2 separate regions of the Pan troglodytes genome follow, and region 2 is linked to region 1. A link is a contact called in public HiChIP or PLAC-seq data. All regions are on one chromosome and are shown on one strand. Each heading gives the region's core, a stretch centred on a gene start, on an enhancer-like site or on the middle of the called end of the contact. The rest is flanking DNA. Distances are from core to core; before and after follow the strand shown. Region 1 holds the start of BRCA1 (BRCA1 DNA repair associated). Region 2 holds the start of VAT1 (vesicle amine transport 1).

What was found. HiChIP or PLAC-seq counts read pairs in DNA pulled down with a chosen protein or histone mark.
Region 2: a contact with region 1 is called in an H3K4me3 HiChIP or PLAC-seq map of stem cell-derived excitatory neurons, with 7 times the contacts expected there. The contact joins the promoter of VAT1 here to the promoter of BRCA1 in region 1. A contact is called at or near these places in 1 of 7 Hi-C or Micro-C datasets (stem cell-derived neural progenitor cells) and 1 of 1 datasets of contacts at active chromatin or transcription factors (stem cell-derived excitatory neurons).

The regions. Positions count from the first base shown.
Region 1 is chr19:25,023,604-25,030,256 of NHGRI_mPanTro3-v2.0_pri, forward strand. BRCA1 (BRCA1 DNA repair associated) reads left to right here and starts at 3,687. Exons shown (of 22, transcript NM_001045493.1): 1 at 3,687-3,766. The coding sequence starts at 3,687. It overlaps NBR1 (NBR1 autophagy cargo receptor), which reads right to left and starts at 2,324. Exons shown (of 20, transcript XM_063798537.1): 1 at 2,018-2,324.
Region 2 is chr19:25,126,194-25,132,846 of NHGRI_mPanTro3-v2.0_pri, forward strand. It overlaps VAT1 (vesicle amine transport 1), which reads left to right and starts at 2,891. Exons shown (of 6, transcript NM_001280091.1): 1 at 2,891-3,340; 2 at 6,477-6,653. The coding sequence starts at 2,954.

The DNA.
Region 1 (6,653 bases), core at 2,437-4,936:
CCTCCCAAAGTGCTGGGATTACAGGTGTGAGCCACCGGCACCCAGCGGGGCAGCCTGCTTTTATTCCCTTATCGGACCCCACCCACATCCTGCTGATTGGTCCATTTTACAGAGGGCTAATTGGTCCGTTTTGACAGGGTGCTGATTGGTGCATTTACAATCCCTGAGCTAGATAGACACAGAGTGCTGATTGGTGCATTTACAATCCTCTAGCTAGACATAAAAATTCTCCAAGTCCCCACTAGATTTGCTAGACACAGAGCACTGATTGGTGCGTTTACAAACCTTTAGCTAGACACAGTGCTGATTGGTGCATTTGCAAACCTTGAGCTAGACACAGAGCACTGATTGGTGCATTTACAATCCTTTAGCTAGACACAGAAGTTCTCCAAGTGCCCACCAGATTAGCTAGATACAGAGTGCTGATTGGCGCATCCCCAAACCCCAAACTAGACACAGAGTGCTGACTGGTGCATATAAAATCCTCAGGCTAGACATAAAAGTTCTCCAAGTCCCCATCTGACTCGAGCCCAGCTGGCTTCACCTAGTGGATCCTGCGCAGGGCTGTGCCGGGCGCCTGCACTCCTCAGCCCTTGGGCAGTCGATGGGACCGGGCGCTGAGGAGCAGGGGGCGGTGCCCGTCGGGGAGGCTCAGGCCGCGCTGGAGCTCACAGGGGTTGGGAGGGGGCTCGGGCATGGCGGGCTGCAGGTCCTGAGCCTTGCCCCGTGCAGGGCGGCTGGGGCCCGGTGAGAATTCAAGCGGGGTGCAGGCGGGCCGGCAGTGCTGGGGGACCCGGCGCACCCTCTGCAGCTGCTGGCCCGGGTGCTAGGCCCCTGACTGCCCGGGGGCCGGGGGTGCGGGGCCCGCTGAGCCCGCGCCCACCCGGAACTCGCGCTGGCTGGCGAGCGCTGCGCGCAGCCCCGGTTCCCACACCCGCCTCTCCCTCCACACTTCTCCGCAAGCAGAGGGAGCCGGCTCTGGCCTCGGCCAGCCCAGAGAGGGGGCCCCCACAGCGCAGTGGCGGGCTGAAGGGCTCCTCCAGCATGGCCAGAATGGACGCCAAGGCCGAGGAGGCGCCGAGAGCGAGCGAGGGCTGCTAGCACGTTGTCACCTCGCATTCTGAACCACAGACTCTCCAACTCTCCGGCGCTTTTCGCCCACTCGGTCCCTCAGAACACGAAGGGCTCTCTCATCCTGTCACTAAAACGATTAGCTGTCCGGAGACACGGAAAAAGTCGCCCCTCTTCTTTGCAGGATTCCTCCCTTGAACTTCTCCAAACCCTCTTAGTGTGACGTGACCCCACCCCTAGCTAACCCAGGCTGCTTCCTTACCAGCTTCCCGCCCCCTGGGGAGGCGGCAATGCAAAGACCGTCCGCTGCCAGCTCTGCCGCTATCTCTGTGGGGTGAATCTAACATGGCGGATAAAGACAGTAACTAGTCCCGTTTCTCCGCGTTTTCGCCAAGAAGATTGGCTCTTACCACTTGTCCCTCAAAACGACCACCCCATTGACTGGTGGCGATTGCGTCGACGGAGACGGGGCAAAAGCAAGCTGAACCCGAAAAATAACAAACACTGGGGCTGAGAGGCGGAACTACGAGTGCGCAGACATGGGCCAGAGCGGATTTCCCCTGCCCCAGGCAAATTCGGCGCTCACTGCATCCCCGCAGGCCACTGACCTTAGAGGACTACTTGCCCCAGACTCCTGGGGCTGGATGGGAATTGTAGTCTCCCTAAAGAGTTGTAGTTATCTTTTTTAGGCCTAGTTTCTGCTTTCAAAATACGAAAACATAACAACACTCCAGTCCATAACTGTTGACAAGTACAAGCGCGCACAGGTCTCCAATCTATCCACTGGATTTCCGTGAGAATTGTGCCCGCTTTGGTATTGGATGTTCCTCTCCATAAGACTACAGTTTCTAAGGAACACTGTGGCGAAGACCTTTCATTCCGCAACGCAGGCTGGAAATAATTATTTCCCTCCACCCCCCCAACAATCCTTATTCCTTATATTTACCTAAACTGGAGACCTCCATTAGGGCGGAAAGAGTGGGGGATTGGGACCTCTTCTTACGACTGCTTTGGACAATAGGTAGCGATTCTGACCTTCGTACAGCAATTACTGTGATGCAATAAGCCGCAACTGGAAGAGTAGAGGCTAGAGGGCAGGCACTTTATGGCAAACTCAGGTAGAATTCTTCCTCTTCCGTCTCTTTCCTTTTACGTCATCCGGGGGCAGACTGGGTGGCCAATCCAGAGCCCCGAGAGACGCTTGGCTCTTTCTGTCCCTCCCATCCTCTGATTGTACCTTGATTTCGTATTCTGAGAGGCTGCTGCTTAGCGGTAGCCCCTTGGTTTCCGTGGCAACGGAAAAGCGCGGGAATTACAGATAAATTAAAACTGCGACTGCGCGGCGTGAGCTCGCTGAGACTTCCTGGACGGGGGACAGGCTGTGGGGTTTCTCAGATAACTGGGCCCCTGAGCTCAGGAGGCCTTCACCCTCTGCTCTGGGTAAAGGTAGTAGAGTCCCGGGAAAGGGACAGGGGGCCCAAGTGATGCTCTGGGGGACTGGCGTGGGAGAGTGGATTTCCGAAGCTGACAGATGGGTATTCTTTGAGGGGGGGTAGGGGCGGAACCTGAGAGGCGTAAGGCGTTGTGAACCCTGGGGAGGGGGGCAATTTGTAGGTCGCGAGGGAAGCGCTGAGGATCAGGAAGGGGGCACGGAGTGTCCGTGGGGGAATCCTCGTGATAGGAACTGGAATATGCCTTGAGGGGGACACCATGTCTTTAAAAACGTCGGCTGGTTACGAGGTCAGGAGTTCCAGACCAGCCTGACCAACGTGGTGAAACTCCGTCTCTACTAAAAATACAAAAATAAGCCGGGCGTGGTGCCGCTCCAGCTACTCGGGAGGCTGAGGCAGGAGAATCGCTAGAACCCGGGAGGCGGAGGTTGCAGTGAGCCGAGATCGCGCCATTGCACTCCAGCCTGGGCGACAGAGCGAGACTGTCTCAAAAAAAAAAAAAAAAAAAAAAAACACCGGCTGGTATGTATGAGAGGATGGGACCTTGTGGAAGAAGAGGTGCCAGGAATATGTCTGGGAAGGGGAGGAGACAGGATTTTGTGGGAGGGAGAACTTAAGAACTGGATCCATTTGCGCCATTGAGAAAGCGCAAGAGGGAAGTAGAAGAGCGTCGGTAGTAACAGATGCTGCCGGCAGGGATGTGCTTGAGGAGGATCCAGAGATGAGAGCAGGTCACTGGGAAAGGTTAGGGGCGGGGAGGCCTTGATTGGTGTTGGTTTGGTCGTTGTTGATTTTGGTTTTATGCAAGAAAAAGAAAACAACCAGAAACATTGGAGAAAGCTAAGGCTACCACCACCTACCCGGTCAGTCACTCCTCTGTAGCTTTCTCTTTCTTGGAGAAAGGAAAAGACCCAAGGGGTTGGCAGCGATATGTGAAAAAATTCAGAATTTATGTTGTCTAATTACAAAAAGCAACTTCTAGAATCTTTAAAAATAAAGGACGTTGTCATTAGTTCTTTGGTTTGTATTATTCTAAAACCTTCCAAATCTTAAATTTACTTTATTTTAAAATGATAAAATGAAGTTGTCATTTTATAAACCTTTTAAAAAGATATATATATATATGTTTTTCTAATGTGTTAAAGTTCATTGGAACAGAAAGAAATGGATTTATCTGCTCTTCGCGTTGAAGAAGTACAAAATGTCCTTAATGCTATGCAGAAAATCTTAGAGTGTCCCATCTGGTAAGTCAGCACAAGAGAGTATTAATTTGGGATTCCTATATGATTATCTCCTATGCAAATGAACAGAATTGACCTTACATACTAGGGAAGAAAAGACATGTCTAGTAAGATTAGGCTATTGTAATTGCTGATTTTCTTAACTGAAGAACTTTAAAAATATAGAAAATGATTCCTTGTTCTCCATCCACTCTGCCTCTCCCACTCCTCTCCTTTTCAACACAAATCCTGTGGTCCGGGAAAGACAGGGACTCTGTCTTGATTGGTTCTGCACTGGGGCAGGAATCTAGTTTAGATTAACTGGCATTTTGGCTTTTCTTCCAGCTCTAAAACAAGCTCCATCACTTGAAATGGCAAAATAAAATCATGGATGAAGCCGAGGGCGGTGGCTTACGCCTGTAATCCCAGCACTTTGGGAGGCCAAGGTGGTAGGATCACGAGGTCAGGAGATGGAGACCATCCTGGCCAACATGGTGAAACCCCCTCTCCACTAAAAATACAAAAATTAGCTGGGCATAGTGGCATGTGCCTGTAATCCCAGCTACTCAGGAGGCTGGGGCAGGAGAATCACTTGAACCAGGAGGCGGATGTTGCTGTGAGCCAATATGGCACCACTGAACTCCAGCGACAGAGCTAAACTCCATCTCAAAAAAAAAAAAAAACATGGATGATCCGTGTCATTGAGAGGATAGGTATTTGGAAGAACCTTTGTTTGAAACTGGCTGTGTACATACAATGAAATTACATACTTATTTACATACAATGAAATGCAGAGGTTTTTTTTTTATATAGGATCTCTGTCGAGAGGCTGGAGTGCAGTGGTGCTGTCACAGCTCACTGCAGCCTCAACCTCGTCAGGCTCAAGCAATCCTCCCACCTCAGCCTCCAGAGTAGCAGGGACGATAGGTGTGCACCACCATGCCCAGCTAATTTTTGTATTTTTTTTTTCTTTTTTTGAGATGGAGTCTTGCTCTGTTGCCCAGGCTGGAGTGCAGTGGCGCGATCTCAGCTCACTGCAAACTCTGCCTCCCGGGTTCATGCCATTCTTCTGCCTGAGCGTCCTGAATAGCTGGGACTACAAGCACCCACTACCACGCCTGGCTAATTTTTTGTATTTTTTTTTTTTTTTTTAGTAGAGGCGGGATTTCACCGTGTTAGCCAGGATAGTCTTGATCTCCTGACCTTGTGATCCACCCGTCTGGGCCTCCCAAAGTGCTGGGATTACAGGCATAAGCCACTGCGTCCGGCCATTTTTGTATTTTTCTTTTGTAGAGATAGGGTTTTGCTATGTTGGCCATGCTGGTCTCAAACTCCTGACCTCAAGTGATCTACCCTCCCTTGGCCTCTCAAGGTGCTGGGATTACAGGCCTGAGCCATTGCACCCAGCCATGGTCTAAAAATCTTGATTGAAATACCACCTTTTCATTACCAGACACCCCTATTTAAAATTACCACACCCCCAGCACACACTTTATCTTCTATTCCTGCTGCTTCTCCATAACACTGATTACTAGCTGACATTCTATGTAATGTATCCATTTTTTATCTCTAGTCCCACAGAATGTAAACTCCAGGATGGGAGAGATTTTTGTTTTGTTTACGTACATCTGTATGTTCAGTAGTTAGAACGGTACTTGGGACCTAGTTGCCACTCAATAAACATTTGTCAAATAAATAATAAACTAAACTAAATTAGTTCTTTAATTTTTTTAAATATGGTGATGGTTAGTAGTGAGTAACATTCAAAAAATAAGTTGAAAAGTTGTACCATTGCCTCTTACCCACAATAAAAAAGGGTAAATTCTTTTGGGCTTTATGAAAGTTGTTTTTCATATTTGAAGTCAAGTTAATCAGATTAAGGAAAATGTATGTTGTGTTTTCAGAGCGATACAAGATTTATAAATAACCATCCTCTCCCTTGCCCTTCAACATTATAGCTAAACAAAAATAAGAGGAAAACAAGATTCACAATTTATCAATTTATTGAAAATCAGAGCCAGAGAAGCAGGAAATGACATTGTAGGAAAAAACTGCTTTTGAAAAAGCACAAAACTTACTCATGACAATCAGTGATCAGGAAAATCCTCAATAGTGTGGCATTTGGATACATTTATGTTTCATTTCCATGGGAGAGAGTCATAAAAATAGGATGTTCTTTCTCATTCTGGCAAATTAAACCATCAATTAAAAACTCAGATACATAAAAATTAAAGATGTAAGAATGAAAATGCTAAATTGTTATTTTCAGTCAACTATTATGTTTTCTAGCTTTTCATTGCTTTTTTCTGTTTCCTGTTAGATTAATTTCTTTCTTTTTTTTTTTTTTTTTTTTTTTGAGACAGACTTTCGCTCTTGTTGCCCAGGCTGGAGTGCAGTGGCACGATCTTGGCTCACTGCCAGCTCCGCCTCCCGGGTTCAGGCCATTCTCCTGCCTCAGCCTCCCGAGTAGCTGGGACTACAGACGCCCACCACTATGCCCGGCTAATTTTTTGTATTTTTAGTAGAGACGGGGTTTCACCATGTTAGCCAAGATGGTCTCGATCTCCTGACCTTGTGATACACCCGCCTCAGCCTTCCAAAGTGCTGGGATTACAGTCCTGAGCCACTGCGCCCGGCCTGGACCTTTTTTTGCGGGGGGGGGGATGGAGTCTGGCTCTGTCGCCCAGGCTGGAGTGCAGTGGCGCCATCTTGGCTCACTGCAACCTCCGCCTGCCAGGTTCAAGTTCAAGCGCTTCTCCTGCCTCAGCCTCCTGAGTAGCTGGGATTATAGGCGCACGCCACCGTGGCCGGCTAATTTTGTATTTTTAGTAGAGATAGGGTTTCATCACGTTGGTCAGGCTGGTCTTGAAGTCCTGATCTCGTGATCCACCCGCCTCGGCCTTCCAAAGTG
Region 2 (6,653 bases), core at 1,641-4,140, 100 kb after region 1:
GCTTGGGGACAAGGAGATAAGGAAGAGAAAGAACCAACCGCCAGAGTTGCTCTGCTGGAGCCAGAGCTAAACCCAAAAGTCAGGCTTGATTAAGAGTCTAACAATAGGCCGGGCGCGGTGGCTCACGCCTGTAATACCAGCACTTTGGGAGGCCGAGGCGGGCGGATCAAGAGGTCAGGAGATCGAGACTATCATCCTGGCTAACACGGTGAAACCCGCACGGTGGGCGCCTGTAATCCCAGCTACTCGAGAGGCTGAGGCAGGAGAATGGCGTGAACCCGGGAGGCGGAGCTTGCAGTAAGCCGAGATCGTGCCGCTGCACTTCAGCCTGAGCGATAGAGCAATACTCCGTCTCAAAAAAAAAAAAAAAAAAAAAAAAGTCTAGCAATAATCAAACCACTGATACGTATTTGCATGGCATCTTTTACCCTTTTTTTTTTTTTTTTTTTTGAGGCGGAGTCTCGCTCTGTCGGGCAGGCTGGAGTGCAGTGGCGCCATCTCAGTGCACTGCAACCTCCGCCTCCCGGGTTCAACCGATTCTCCTGCCTCAGCCTCCCAAGTAGCTGGGATTACAGACGTGCGCCACCACGCCCAGCTAATTTTTGTATTTTTAGTAGAGACGGGGTTTCATCATGTTGGCCAGGTTGGTCTCAAACTCCTGACCTCAGGTATCGACCCGCCTCGGCCTTCCAAAGTGCTGGGATTACAGGCGTGAGCCACCGTGCCCGGCCATCTTTTACCTTTTAAAAGTGCTTTTTTTGGCCAGGCACGGTGGCTCACGCCTGTAATCCCAGCACTTTGGGAGGCCGAGGCGGGTGGATATCTGAGGTCAGGAGTTTGAGACCAGCCTGGCCAACATGGGGAAACCCCATCTCCACTAAAAATACAAAAAGTAGCCGGGCGTGGTGGCGCGTGCCCGTAGTCCCAGCTACTCGGGAGGCTGAGGCAGGAGAATCGCTTGAACCCGGGAGGTGGAGGTGGCAGTGAGCCGAGATTGCCTCACTGCACTCCAGCTTGGGCAATAGAGTTTCGAAAAAAAAAAAAAGTGCTTTTTTATATCGAGGCAATTCGAGTCAATAATATATGCTGCAAATAATTCTGTAAAGATAACTAGAAGCTGGGCGCGGTGGCTCACGCCTGTAAACTCAGCACTTTGGGAGGCCAAGGCTTGCTTGCGTGCAGGAGTTTGAGGCCATCCTGGGCAACATTAGCGAGACCCTCTCTCTAGAAAAAAAAATCAAAACTTAGCTAGGTTTGGCCACTCTAGGCACGCTGCCTATGGGGTAGCCCTGCTCTGCAAAGAGCAGTAAAACATAAAGTTAGCCGGGCGTGGTGACACATGCCTGTGGTCCCAGCTCTTCAGGAGGCTGAGGTGGGAGGATTGCTTGAAGCCGGGAGTTTGAGGCTGTAGGGAGCTGTGATCGCCCCACCTCGCTCAGCCTGGGTGACAGAGTGAGACCCTGTATCAAAAAAATAAAAATATAAATATAACTAGAGCACGCAGCATCATCACTATGTTACAGAAGGGAAAATGAGGAACAGAACGTTAACACCAAAGTCAGAAAGTTTTAAAGGCTTGGTCTCCATGCTTCTACTTTGCCACTGCAAGACCACAGTGAATTAAGTCTCATCCCTGCCTGGGTTACATAAAGGTAGAGTCAGAGCCTGAGACACAATGTAGTTGGACTCCAGTCCACAGGTGGCTGACTCCAAATCTGATATGAGTTAACTCCAAATCTGATGTAAGTTCAAGTTTTGGGACTGTTCCTTAACTTTTTTTTTTTTTTTTTTTTTTTTTTTGAGACGGAGTCTCGCTCTGTAGCCCAGGCTGGAGTGCAGTGGCGCGATCTCGACTCACTGCAAGCTCTGCCTCCTGGGTTCATGCCATTCTCCTGCCTCAGCCTCCCAGGTAGCTGGGACTACAGGCGCCTGCCACCACGCCTGGCTAATTTTTTGTATTTTTTAGTAGAGACGGGGTTTCACCGTGTTAGCCAGGTGAATCTCCTGACCTCGTAATCTGCCCGCCTCGGCCTCCCAAAGTGCTGGGATTACAGGCGTGAGACACCGTGCCCAGCCTTTTTTTTTTTCGAGATGGAGTCTCCCTCTGTAGCCCAGGCTGGAGTGCAGCGGCACGATCTTGGCTAACTGCAACCTCCGCCTCCTTGGTTCAAGCAATTCTCCAGCCTCCGCCTCCCTAGTAGCTGGGACTATAGGCACCTGCCACCATGCCTGGCTAATTTTTGTAGTTTTAGTAGAGCTGGGGTTTCACCATACTGGTCAGGCTGGTCTCGAATTCCTGACCTCAGGTGATCCACCCACCCGCCTCGGCCTCCCAAAGTGTTGGGATTACAGGCGTGAGCCACGCCCCCCAGCCCTTTTTTTTTTTTTTTTTTTTAACAGGGTCTCACTCTGTTGCCCAGACTGGAGTGTAGTGGCGCGATCTCGGCTCACCTCCGCCTCCCAGGCTCAAGCGATTCCTCTGCCTCAGCCTCCCAAGTAGCTGAGATTACAGGCGCGCGCCACTACCGCCCGGCTAACTTTTTTATTTTTAGTAAAGACGGGGGTTTCACCATTTTGGCCAGGCTGGTCTTGAACTCTGACCTCAAATGATCCACCAGCCTCGGCCTCCCAAAGTGCTGGGATTACAGGCGTGAGCCACCGCGCCAGGCCTATCCCTTAAAATAGTTTTTAATTTGAATAAGGTTTACTATGAATAAATAAATCACAGTCGGCTTGATCCCAAGAGCACAGACGTTCCTGGTGCCCCTTTTCGTGCTCTCCCAGCTTGCGCCACTATGGCCCTGGCCCTTTAAGGCTGAGCGCGAGGCCCCGCCTCGCCCGGCGCCCCGCCCCTCCCGCTGGATCCCGCAGCCGCGGCTCTTCCCGACTCGTTCCGCCTTCCCCAGCTGTGCACTCTACATCCAGCTGTGCGCTCTCGTCGGGAGTCCCAGCCATGTCCTCCGAGAGAGAGGTAGCCGAGGCAGCGACCGGGGAAGACGCCTCTTCGCCGCCTCCGAAAACCGAGGCAGCGAGCGACCCCCAGCAGCCCGCGGCCTCCGAAGGGGCCGCAGCCACCGCCGCCTCGCCGCCACTGCTGCGCTGCCTAGTGCTCACCGGCTTTGGAGGCTACGACAAGGTGAAGCTGCAGAGCCGGCCGGCAGCGCCCCCGGCCCCTGGGCCCGGCCAGCTGACGCTGCGTCTGCGGGCCTGCGGGCTCAACTTCGCAGACCTCATGGCTAGGCAGGGGCTGTACGACCGTCTCCCGCCGCTGCCTGTCACTCCGGGCATGGAGGGCGCGGGTGTTGTGATCGCAGTGGGCGAGGGAGTCAGCGACCGCAAGGTGAGCGGGTTGCGTAGGGCAGGGCAGGGCTGCGCAGGCCACTGGGCAGTGGGGCACGAGTGGGCGGGCGCCGGGGGTGTGGCAGGGCGGGAGAAACTGGCGCGGACCTGGGTGCACGAGCGTGGAAAGCGTAGCCAAGGAACTTGTGTTTGGGGGCTCCTGGAGAGCGGCATTTATGTGGGGAGGGGAGACGAAATTATCGCCCCTTCCCCAACCATTTTTAGTTGTGGCCGCCGCCCAGAAGCTGTGTTGGTGGGGGGGGAAAACAATAAGGTGCCCATGCGCATGCGCACAACCACACTACCGTCCCCACCCACCCCCCCCCCCCCATTAAAACCACACCTGTACCCCTACCCACCAAACACTCTCTGGGTAGTTGTGGTCTGTGATTATGAGTGACGGTTAGTGCCCCCTTTCCCCGAGGGAGCTTGAGGGGCTATGTCGTCGGGGTTGGGCGGGGGCACAGCGGCCGTGCCAGAGTCCTGGTCACATGCAGCCCCGTGGTCTGTGGGGGTGTGAGGCGGCCCCTCCCAAAGCAAGGCCAAAGAGACGAGACACGCCCATCACGGAGGAGAGAGAGCCTTTGCTACCCCACCGCCACCAGCCTTACACGCCGATCTGATTTTGGGGTGGGGGAGGCGGGATTGGGTCATCCGATCTTTGTCTTGGGCTCTGTGTCTCCCGTGACTGCAGTATCTCCTCCTCCTGTGACTCAGCCCTCAGCCATCGGGCCACGACCCGGGGCTGCCCTTGGGAATGCCTGGGGCGGGGAGTGGAAGGGGGGACCCACCTCTGCCTTCCTCCTGCAGAGGACCCCCAGTTCAGAAACCCCGGTGCCAGGGGTTTGGACTGGAACGGAGAGGTGTGGCGCCTTGAACTGGTTGGCCAAGTCTGCAGGCCTGTTTCTCCTTCTCATTTATCATTAATCTTGGCCACAACCCTGGACACCAGAGAGCTCAAAATGATCAGCTTTTTGAGAGACCTGGGATGAGGCCTCAGCACGCCATTTGTTTAGAGGTTTCTTTTTTTCTTCTTTTTTTTTTCTTTTTTTTTTTTTAGACGGAGTTTCGCTCTTGTTGCCCAGGCTGGAGTGCAATGGCGCGATCTCGGCTCACCGCAACCTCTGCCTCCCGGGTTCAAGCGATTCTCCTGCCTCAGCCTCTCGAGTAGCTGGGATTACAGGCATGCGCCACCATGCCTGGCTAATTTTGTATTTTAGTAGAGATGGGGTTTCTCCATGTCGGTCAGTCTGGTCTCGAACTCCCGACCTCAGGTGATCTGCCCACCTCGGCCTCCCTAAGTGCTGGGGTTACAGACATAAGCCACTGCGCTCGGCCAGGAGTTTCCTTTTTAAATCAGACCCCTCAAAGAGAGGCCCCTCAGATGCAGCCTCTTGCAGACCTGCCAGCCCGATTCTGGAGCCAGGTTTGTTGGATTCATCCTGTATGCAAACAGCTTCTCCTTAAGGCTTTCCTCTGAATTCAGCTCTGGCCCCACCCTCAAACTGACTTCTAAATGATCCCACTCTTGAGCAGGCGTCTAAGAGGAATATTTTCGGGAGGTAGTTGTAGTTCATGTTACTGCTGAAGGCCACCCACCTCACCTCCCCTCCATACACTTTCCGCCTGGTAAATACAGGATATCCTGTACAGGGCAAGAATCTGATGTAAGAGCCTGGATTCTGCGGGGAGGGCCCTTCCTTCTCTCTCTCCCTCCTCCTCCCTCCTGGTGTCTGGGCTGGGGAGGGGTCATGGCCCTGATTTGGATGGCCTGAGGGTTAGCATGAGCCAGGGTAAGTGAGACTTGTTCTGGGTCAAATCTGGGACTGGCCATGACCCTAAATGACCAATGCACTCCTCGCAGCTCTCCTGGGTTGTTCTGTATCTGCTAGTCCTGAGTCCCTGGGTGGAGGGCTTCTGTTCTTGTTCTCCAGACCTCATCTCAGGCCAGAACTTGGAAGGAAAGACCCCAGCATGCCCTCAGTTCTCGTATTCAGTGGAGCGTGGGGGCTTGAGGACATGAAAAAGGGCGTAAGTGGCAGTCCCATCCCCCTTCCCCATGGACCCTAACTCTTGTTAATATACAGAATTCCCATCATTCCTGGCAGGGATCAAGACAGACCCGGATTGCCCCAGAACAGCACCCACACCTCCCTCTTCATGCTCTTCAGAGAGCGCAGAGAAGTCTTTTCTCCTGACGCTCCCTCCTTTTCCCTGCCCTTCCCTTGACCCCACTTGCTAAGCTGGAGAGAAAGGTTCTGTTATCTTTGTCCCCTTTCCCTCCTGCACAGAGGCTCTCGTGGGGGTGGGGGGGAAGCCTTTTACTGCTGCGTAGGCCTCTGTAGCCCTTCTTTTCTGTTGCCCCTCCTGCACCATCTCTGAGTGAAGGTGTTTTCTGGGCTCCCAGTGCTGGCTCAAACACACTTCTCCCGAGGTGACCACACCCTGCTGTAAGCGCTCAGAGAACTTTGCCTGCACTTTGGTATGGCCCTGACCACACAGTGCTGTCTTCTTTTGGTTAGTTGTGTGACTTCCTTGCTGCTATTATATTATTATTATTATTATTGTTAGCTAACATTATTAAGTGCTTATTATGTGCCAGACATTGTGCTAAAATTTTTTTTTTCCATTTGGAAAAATTGCCCTAATTGACAGATAAGAAAACTGGAGCTGGAAAACTGGAGCTCAAAAAGATTAAGTAATTTTTATGCATCCGAAGTCACACAGTCAGTAAACAGTTGAGACCGCTTTTGTAACCACAGCAGTTTGATCTCTTCCATAATACTTCATGCTGCCCTAACTGTAAGCTTCTTGCATTCAGGGATCTTACACAATAGTGACATGTAAGATCTGTAAGAAGATGATAAGGATAGTATCTGCCTCAAAGAACTGATGTAAGGGTTAATTAAGCATTATATATAAAGCACTTGAAATCGGACTCGGCCCTCAGTCAGCACTCAGTAAAGGTGAGTTGTTATTGTTGTTGATGATGATGTTATTATTATTATTACCATGACTATTGCTGCTTCTCCTGCTACTTCATTTGGAAGAAGGTGGCCTTGTACCTAGGGGAAAATCAGTAAATAGCCTGTGGGTGAATGAATGAGTGACTGAATGATACTCTTCTGTTTTTCAAGGCAGGAGACCGGGTGATGGTGTTGAACCGGTCAGGGATGTGGCAGGAAGAGGTGACTGTGCCCTCGGTCCAGACCTTCCTGATGCCTGAGGCCATGACCTTTGAGGAAGCTGCTGCCTTGCTCGTCAATTACATTACAGCCTACATGGTCCTCTTTGACTTCGGCAACCTACGGCCT